Linked DNA regions of Mus musculus: all the other regions are linked to region 3. Evidence: chromatin contacts called from public ChIA-PET data. All regions are on one chromosome and are shown on one strand. The core of a region is the stretch at or near the end of the contact, and the rest is flanking DNA. Distances in the headings are between cores, read along the strand shown. Region 1 holds the start of Rab5if (RAB5 interacting factor). Region 2 overlaps Src (Rous sarcoma oncogene). Region 3 overlaps Samhd1 (SAM domain and HD domain, 1).

Region 1 (2,700 bases), core at 13-2,512, 260 kb after region 3:
GTAAATAGAAGTTTGTTTTGAAGTGACAATGGGCACTGTGCTCCTGGCCACAGATAACCCTTGGCTGGCCAGCTAAGTTCTAGAGAGTCTCCAGGAAGAAAAACTATTAACTTCAGTTCCCACCCTTCCTGTACAGCGACTTTTGAGAAAGCCAGAGTTAGGAAAGTGTGGTGGTGGAGAAGTGTGTGCTTAGGCCTGTGCCAGCTCATCTAAGTTTCACCCAACAAAGAGCACTCAGGTTTGTGAACTGCCCTGGACTCCAGACACCAGTCCTTGGACCGGGGAAGATAAAAAATATGACACAGCAGTTCACAAAGACGACAGGTTTTGCAAGAGCTGGGCAGGGCTGGGGGCAGGCCAAGGGCACCTTCAGGAAGTACTCCCCCCCTCCATGGCGGAACTGAAGGGAGGGAAGCCCAATTTCAACAGTCCAAACAACGGAAGGAGTCCAAATATAGCATTCTTTTCAAACCATCTAGAATCGGGCTGAATGGTGACAGGCTTGAAGATCACAGAATGGAGCAATGATAGGAGGCGTCCAGGCTCAGATCCTCTGGAGATGACCAGCGAGTGCATCTTTAAGTCCCCAACCTCTTCTAACCCATGTCTAGCGACTTTCTTACTAACTCACACCCTCTTAAGGTGGTCTTAGAACCGGCTCTCGAATCTTAAAGCTCACAGGGCATGTCTTCTTTCTCATCTAAGCGAGCAAGGACAGAGCCACCCCTCGCAATGTGCAAAGTAAACGCACTTCAGGGATTCCGCACCCGGCACGTGCGCAGTCTTCAGAAGCGCTAACTACTCCGGATCCTGCGGAGCAAACGGCGGGGGATAGCAGGGGCTCCGCTCGCTCCACTACGCGCCGGCCCCCTTGGCACCCCGCTCCCTGCTCCCATGGCCGCGCCCGGCCGATTGGCCGGGGCGAGGGAGACCCGGGCCCGTCCTCCCTCGCCGGGCCTTCTGCACCTTGTCGTCCCAGGCCGCGTCGCTCCGCAGCACCTTGCTCCACACGGACACCTTGAGGGCCCCGTTGGCCAGCTGCGGCTGAGGCGGCTCCTCCTTCCGCCGCCCGCCGCTCATCCTCCCGTCGCGCCGCCCGAGCCGGGCGTGGGGCGCGCGGGCCAAGCCGAAGGGAGTCGGGGTCTGGGACCGCGGGACTCGGCGCGCGGGGCGGCAGCGGTAGTCCGGGCAGCGAGGGACAGTGGCCCGCCGAGGCTCTGCTCGCTCTGCCCAGCGGCCGGCTCGCTAAGCTCCACGGAGCAGGCGCCGCCGAGGGAGGGGCGGGGCCCTGATGACGTGCGCACGCAGCCAATCGGCGGCCACGCGGCGGTCGGCTCCGAAGCTCGGCGACGCCTCGACGCGAGCGTCCCCTCCGGTGGGCGGAAGTGACAGAAGCTTCCGGCGGACGCCAGGGGACGGTGAGCGAGAAGGGACAAGTGCGGCCCGGAGGCGATCTGTGCGCGAGGAGGCGCTGTGAAGACTGAGGCACAGCCCCTCCGAGGAAAGCCGAGATTGTACGTTTCCTTGCCGGCTGAGCCGCGGCTCGTCCCCCGGAGCGACACAAAGAAGAAGTGGCCTTGCATCCTGCTCCGCCTCCCGAGCCGGGTCCTTGGTCCCCGGAAGCCCTGGGCTGCCCCACTGGAGTTACCTTCTGTGCGTTCTCTCCTAAACCTACACGTTATTCACGACTTTGTTCATGACTATGGAAAACAAAACAAAAACAAAAACCAAACCAAAGTTCCCTCGCCTGGCGATGGTGCAAGCCTGTCTACCTGCTGGAGGATGGTAAGTCCCCGGTCACGACAACCTGTCTCAACGGGAAAAAAAACAATTCTGTGAACCCTAACGTCTCCTCTTGCTCAGCGTTCTCTTCTGAGATCCGAATGTGAAGCTGAGATCCCAAGAGAGAAATTCTTTCCTAAGGATGAGGCAAGTTGAAACCAGGGGAGAACCCCACTAGGGGGAATAGAAAAGTAGTAGGTGTCGGGCTAGCTACCCCGTCCTCACTGTGTGTTGTTAGCACTTCCCAGGATGTGTTTTGAAAGGACAGAAGGAGCAGCACCCCCTGCGAACTTGTACAAAGACACGTTGTGGTGTACACTGTGACTCGTCTGCAGTCCAAACCCGGGGAGGAATGTTAGGCTGGCCTGGCTACATTCCAAGATCCCGTGCCCCGTCTGACCTGGGTTACACAGCGAAGCTGGTCTAGCATACAGAGTGAGAGATGCTGCCTCAAACAGACAAATGAGCAAAATCAGTCCCATCCTCCAGATGGTGCCACACAGGATGTGCTATGCTAAGGGATATCACTAAAAAACAAAAGAAAAGAAAAACCCCCCAAGAATTGTTTATTATGTATACATCGTTCTGGCTGCATGTTTGCCTGCAGGCCAGAAGAGAGGTTACCAGATCACATTATAGATGGTTATGAGCTACCATGTGGTTGCTGGGAATTGAACTTAGAACCTCTGGAGGAGCAGCTAGTGTTCTTAATCTATGAGCCATCTCTCCAGCCCGGAACATCACTTTTATGCAGTGAGTTTATAAAGGCAAAGTAATTTGCCTGGAATCATTGAGTTAGTAGTTGGGTTTATTTTACTCTAAATCCGAGTTCTTTTCTTTTTAAAAATAATTATTTCATTCCATAGTATGGGTGTTTTGCCTGCAGTGTGTGTGTGTGTGTGTGTGTGTCTGTGTGTG
Region 2 (2,700 bases), core at 171-2,670, 340 kb before region 3:
GGTGTGGGGAGAAGATGGAGGGTCGGCTCATACAGGTGGGATGCAGGGTAAGCTAAAGGGACGGGGAGAGAGCTGGAAACACACAGGGGCGGTGGAGGAAGCACATGCAGAGAGCAGCCCCCAGCCTCAGCGAAGCATCCCCCTCTACCTGGCCTCGGTACACACCTGACATCCACCTTCCTCCTAAGGGCCAGCGAGAGAGAAGCAGAGAGAAGGAGAGGCTGAGGTGCGAAGACAGGGCCCAGGACAAGGGAGGATACTGGTTGGGGTCTAGGGAGGGCCGCCACCCACCAAGAGCAGAAGCAGCCCTGTAGGCTCTGCACCGCCCTCTGCCGGCAGCTCTCGGTAAGACAGACCCACGCTCCCAGTGCAGTCCCCGCCAGGCCACTCACGTGTTATTGACAATCTGCAGCCGCTCCCCTTTCTTGAAGGACAGGTCAGTCTCTGTCCGTGACTCATAGTCATAGAGGGCCACAAAGGTGGTCACCCCACCTGCAGAGAAGGATGAGAGGTGTCAGAACCCTGCAGGGGCTGGGTCAGGCGCCGTTCTCACTCACCAGCCTGTCCCTGGGAGGAAGCTAAGTACGCTGTGCCTTCCTGCTGGGCTGCAGACTAGGTGTTCCTTATCTAATGAGTCTATTGACACAAGCAGAAGTCCCGTCCCCGTCCCCGTCCCCCCCGTCCCTGTCCCCCCCCCCCCCCGAGATCAGGCTCCCTTGCTCTGCACTCAGGGGCAGCACACAGAAGATGCCCCAAGCCCCACACTTAAGGGACTCTGCCTGTGTGTGTGCCTGGCAGCTCGAGGTTTCTGGTCCAAGTTTCAGGACCCTTCCCCTGATTCTCCCCTCACCCACAGCTGCTCCGTGGAATCCTGCATCCCACCCTCGGTTGCCCGAGGCTCCACAAATGCTTCTCAAATGATCGAATGGGTGTGTGGCTGCATGGCGGGAAGTGGGCTGCCCGTCCAAAGGTCTCACCACAACCAAGTTCCTGTGGTGGGATGTGGAGCTGGGAACCCCTACATCCCGTGTCTGCATTCTGCATGCAAGATGGTAGACAGGCCCATCTGAGGGGGCGAGGTTGTATGCACACCTGTATCTGTGTGTGCTCTGGCCCAGGTGTCTCTAGGAATTGTTGGTGTCTCCACTCAGTGTGGGTTCATGCCCAATGTGGGCATATAACATGGTTGAGTCTGGGTGGGATTTGTACGTGTAGGTGTGCAGCCATGCGTGTGGCTCTGTCTGAGCGTGGGATTTGCACGCATGGGCGTGCAGCCGTGAGTATGGCTCCGTCAGAGTGTGGGATTTGCACGTGTGGGTGTGTAGCCATGCATGCAGGAGCGTGAGTCACCCCGCTCAGCTCCTGGGCGGCAGGGCTGCCGCACCACACAGCGCCAGCAGAGGGCGCAGGGGCGCACTCGGGCCATCGCACAGCAGAGCCAGGAACAAAGGCTGGGCGGAGGCGGCAGCTAGTCCGTGGCGGTCCATCCCCTGAGGGCCTCAGGGTCCCCTCCCCTACAACCCTCTCCTTCAGAACCCGTTATATACTCTGAACCTGGGAGCCCGAAAGCGCCAGGAGCCCCGCTTTCCAGTTTACGAATCCTTCCCCATTCGCAGCCTCGGGAAAACCGAGTCCCCAGAACCCAGAGAGGGTGCACCACAGCTCAGGGACACACAGCAAGGGGGAGGGCTGACCTGCCAGAGGCCCCGCCCTCTGCGGGGAGGTGACGGTGTCCGAGGAGTTGAAGCCTCCGAAGAGCTTGGGCTCGGCCGCGGGCGGCACGAAGGCGGCGCTGGGCCCGCGGTGGCCGTCGGCGGAGGCGGGCTTGCTCGGTGTCTGTGAGGCCGGGAAGGCGCCCCCTGCCCCGTGCACGTTTTCCGAGGGCTCCAGGCTGCGGCGCCGCTGGCTGGCGTCCTTGGGCTTGCTCTTGTTGCTGCCCATGGTCCTGGCTAGGGGCGACAGAAATCCCCGAGGTAGAGGAGAGCCTCTGGGAGGAGACAAGCCACCCCACCCACTTATCGGATAGGGAAACTGAGGTCCTAAGAAGGGGACTAGCCACCCTGGGAGGACTCGTCTCATTACACCTGTCAAATGAATTGCTGGCACCTTAGGACACAGCTATGGAGAGAAGACATACCAGTCCAAAGTCCTGACTGCTGGACCCAAAGTCAGTTTCAGTCTTTCTTAGGCAGGGACACTTGAGTCATATCTATGTCCCCAGCACATAGGAGGGGCTCATTTAAGGATTGCTGAATGAATCCATGCCTGACAAGTCGTCTAACACTGGGGGAAGGTGCAGTACAGTACGGTGGCTTGAAGAAGGGATGGCCAGGCCTCCTGGTCACAGGACCTTTGCAAACACTATTCCCTGACAGCTTCACCTCCCAACTCAGTTTCCTTCAGCTGTCAGCTCAAAGTTACTTCCTGGGTCAGGCAGATGGCTACACAGGTAAAGGCACCTGTCACAGACACTGCTGACCTCAGTTCAATCCCCAGGACCCACATGGTGAAAAGAGGTGGACTGGGGCTGGAGAGGTGGCTCAGCAGTTAAGAGCACTGACTGCCTTTCCAGAGGTCCTGAGTTCAAATTCCAGCAATCACATGGTGGCTCACAACCATCTGTAACGAGACCTGATTCCTTTTCCTGATGTCTGAGGACAGCTACAGTGTACTTACTTACATATAAATCAAGAAAGAAAG
Region 3 (2,700 bases), core at 149-2,648:
ATTAATGTATACATTATTAACAGTAGCTGTTGATATTCAAAGTAAACAAAAATTTTTTAACTTTTCAGTTTTTACCAATTTATAAATATTTTTTTTATTTGAAGACTGCTTTTGTTTTTAGGTCATGGGCCATTTTCTCATATGTTTGATGGAAGGTTTATCCCACGGGCTCGCCCAGAGAAAAAGTGGAAGGTATGTATTGATGTGTCGCAAAGTCCATAGAAAGAAGTAGTATTTTATCTAGTTATTCAACTAAGATCTGTTTCCTTCTGTGTGTTGTAGCATCCTTCCCTGGGACAGCATTCAGGGTGCTTCTGTTCATGGGTCTGTGTTTCAGCCCTCACAGTAGCCTGTGGAGAAAGGACCTTATCTTCTGTTCAGAGCCCTCAGAAGCATAGAGATGTGCCTGACTTCACAGGGTCATGGAGTGGTGGACCAGCCCTGGAGAGCCAGCTCCCCTCTTTCAATGCAGTGTCCGTTCTACTCTGTCAGATTACTGTAGACTTTGTTTTCTTTTAAAGATTTATTTATTTGTTCATTCATTTGTTATATATACAATATTCTGCCTGCAGAATCAGAACTCTTAGGCATCAGCTCTCATTTTAGATCGTTATGAGCCACCACGTGGCTGCTGGGAATTGAACTCAGGACCTCTAGAGGAGTAGACACTACTCTTAAACTCTGAGCCATCTCGGCAACCCCTAGGGTTTGTTTTTAAAGCCCAGCTTCAGCTTTCATTTTGGTAATAGCCGTGAACTTAAGTATCGTCGGTCTCAGTAACTGAGCGTTTGTTTTAACACGGGGTCTTCCTATATAGTTCAGGGTGACTTTGTCCTCTGTTCTGCCTCAGCCTCCCCAATGCTGAGCGTATGGTACACCCTCACTTCAGGCTTTAAGCGAACCCTTTATAATTACACATTTACTGGAGATGAACCTGTACATTTTGAAGCAGTTTCTGAGAAATGAGATTGGCTTCCCAGTTTCTACTACCCTTGGCATAGAAAAGCGCAGGGACGCAAGACGAAAGCTCCTTACACGCCAAGCCCTTTGTTCTCTGCCCTCTTTTTTTTTTTTTTTAGGTATAATTTGCATTCAATAAATTATGCAGATATATGTTGTGTTGTTTTTATTCTAGGACAAGGTCTCACTGTGGAGACCAAGCTGGCCTTGAAACTGTTGCCTGCTTCTGTTTCTGTAGAGCTAGGATTAAAGGCGTGTGCTATCTATCCATCCCTCCTGGCTGAAACTGTGCAGAGCTGATCTGAGTTTGGCAAGTGGGGATGTGGACCATTTTCATCATTTGGAAATTTCCCTTGTGTCAGGCTTGTTTTCTGTGATGCTGGCGATCAGACCCACAGCAGTGCACACACACACACACACACACACACACACACAGCTTCACCTCTCTCCTCTTAGATGTGGTATCTTGGTTTCCCTTATACTATCAAAGCTGTTGCAAATATGATTTCCTGTTGTTTGCACTTCGTGGGGGGGGGGGCTTAGGGGGGCTTCCTCTAATGTTTAACCATTTAAAAAGTTGATAAGTGGGCTAAGAGCAAAGGTTAGTGGGAGATCCCTTGACAACAATTGACTTGTTAGGTTTGCTCCCCGGCACAGTACAGTCATAAGTGAATGCTCTTTTGTGCCGTATAATGATTTTAAGATTCCTGCACGTTGATGGCTTCTTACTGCTAAGATTGTATCCTAGTGTATGAGCCACAGTTTGTCCTTGCTTCTTTGGATGAACTTCATGTTGTTTTGGATTTGAGCTACTACATCTCAGGTTGCTGTGGGTGATGCTGTATAACAGCTCTGTGGAAATATCTTCTCCTGTCTCCTGACTGAATACCTGAAGTAGAATTACTGAGTCATATGCCAGATGTTTACTTAACTGGGTTTTCCAGTGTGCTCTACTTTACCCGCTCACAAGCAGCGTGTGAAAATCCCAGATGCTAGTCCACAACCTCACCCTGTGTGAATAGATAGCTCTTGGCCCGTCCCCTCCTACTTTTCCTCCCTTTTAACACCTGCTTGCTTTTGGCCGATGAACAGTTAGGGAGTTAGTTGTCCAGGGTTTATAATTTCTTTCTCAAGCAGGACTGATCTAATAGGATCTAGGAGCTACTCTGCCGTTATTGTATGTGTGCCATGTGTGTATATTTGTCTCTCTCTCTCTGTGTGCTATATGTGTGTTTGTGTGTGCGCGTGCCTGATGTGTGTGCGCTAGGGGTCAAATACATATGTTATACATGTGATAGGTAAGTGCTGTACAACTAAGCTGTATCTCCAGCCTTTAGAAAATATATTTAGGGGCTGGTGAGATGGCTCAGTGGGTAAAAGCACCCGACTGCTCTTCCGAAGGTCCGGAGTTCAAATCCCAGCAACCACATGGTGGCTCACAGCCATCCATAATGAGATCTGACTCCCTCTTCTGGAGTGTCTGAAGACAGCTACAATGTACTTACATATAATAAAAAAATAAATAAATCTTTAAAAAAATATATATTTACTTTTTTCATTTCATACTTGACCTCATGTGGAATTAATTCTTCTATACAAATAGTACAAATACAATCTTCCCTTTATTTATAAGAATACTTTTTTTTTCTTTTAACTGTCTTATCTGCAGTTATAGCCCCAGCTTAATAAGGATAATGTTTTTGAATAGTAGTCAATCCTTTTCTCATAGATCTAAATTTA

The links. ChIA-PET counts read pairs in DNA pulled down with a chosen protein or histone mark.
Region 1: a contact with region 3 is called in an RNA polymerase II ChIA-PET map of memory CD8 T cells, with 1,043 read pairs. The contact joins the promoter of Rab5if here to the enhancer-like site in region 3. A contact is called at or near these places in 3 of 39 promoter capture datasets (embryonic stem cells, hippocampal neurons and neural stem cells), 3 of 15 datasets of contacts at CTCF or cohesin (the NIH/3T3 cell line, large pre-B cells and pro-B cells), 18 of 484 Hi-C or Micro-C datasets (B cells, CD4 T cells, the G1E-ER4 cell line and 14 more), 38 of 115 datasets of contacts at active chromatin or transcription factors (the 230-238 cell line, the HPC-7 cell line, the SCID.adh cell line and 23 more) and 4 of 9 other capture datasets (adipose tissue, embryonic stem cells, liver and 1 more).
Region 2: a contact with region 3 is called in an RNA polymerase II ChIA-PET map of memory CD8 T cells, with 8 read pairs. The contact joins two enhancer-like sites. A contact is called at or near these places in 2 of 39 promoter capture datasets (embryonic stem cells and hippocampal neurons), 6 of 484 Hi-C or Micro-C datasets (CD4 T cells, the G1E-ER4 cell line, cortical neurons and 3 more), 3 of 115 datasets of contacts at active chromatin or transcription factors (embryonic stem cells, epiblast stem cells and memory CD8 T cells) and 2 of 9 other capture datasets (adipose tissue and embryonic stem cells).

Annotation. Positions count from the first base shown.
Region 1 is chr2:156,861,684-156,864,383 of GRCm38.p6, reverse strand. It overlaps Rab5if (RAB5 interacting factor), which reads right to left and starts at 1,262. Exons shown (of 4, transcript NM_026124.3): 1 at 967-1,262. The coding sequence starts at 1,080. It overlaps 5430405H02Rik (RIKEN cDNA 5430405H02 gene), which reads left to right and starts at 1,439. Exons shown (of 3, transcript NR_027914.1): 1 at 1,439-1,785.
Region 2 is chr2:157,456,326-157,459,025 of GRCm38.p6, reverse strand. It overlaps Src (Rous sarcoma oncogene), which reads right to left. Exons shown (of 15, transcript NM_009271.3): 4 at 1,695-1,949; 5 at 393-492; 6 at 166-183. The coding sequence starts at 1,941. Among named protein-coding and RNA genes, the nearest start is that of Src, 33 kb to the right of the region's middle. Within about 2 kb of position 1,420, at least 170 of the 459 cell types and tissues checked have an H3K27ac peak or open chromatin away from gene starts, as enhancers often do. A contact at or near this core is called in memory CD8 T cells and regulatory T cells, where this site is marked.
Region 3 is chr2:157,117,974-157,120,673 of GRCm38.p6, reverse strand. Samhd1 (SAM domain and HD domain, 1) reads left to right here. Exons shown (of 16, transcript NM_018851.4): 6 at 122-192. Among named protein-coding and RNA genes, the nearest start is that of Samhd1, 16 kb to the left of the region's middle. Within about 2 kb of position 1,398, at least 24 of the 459 cell types and tissues checked have an H3K27ac peak or open chromatin away from gene starts, as enhancers often do. A contact at or near this core is called in memory CD8 T cells, regulatory T cells and thymic regulatory T cells, where this site is marked.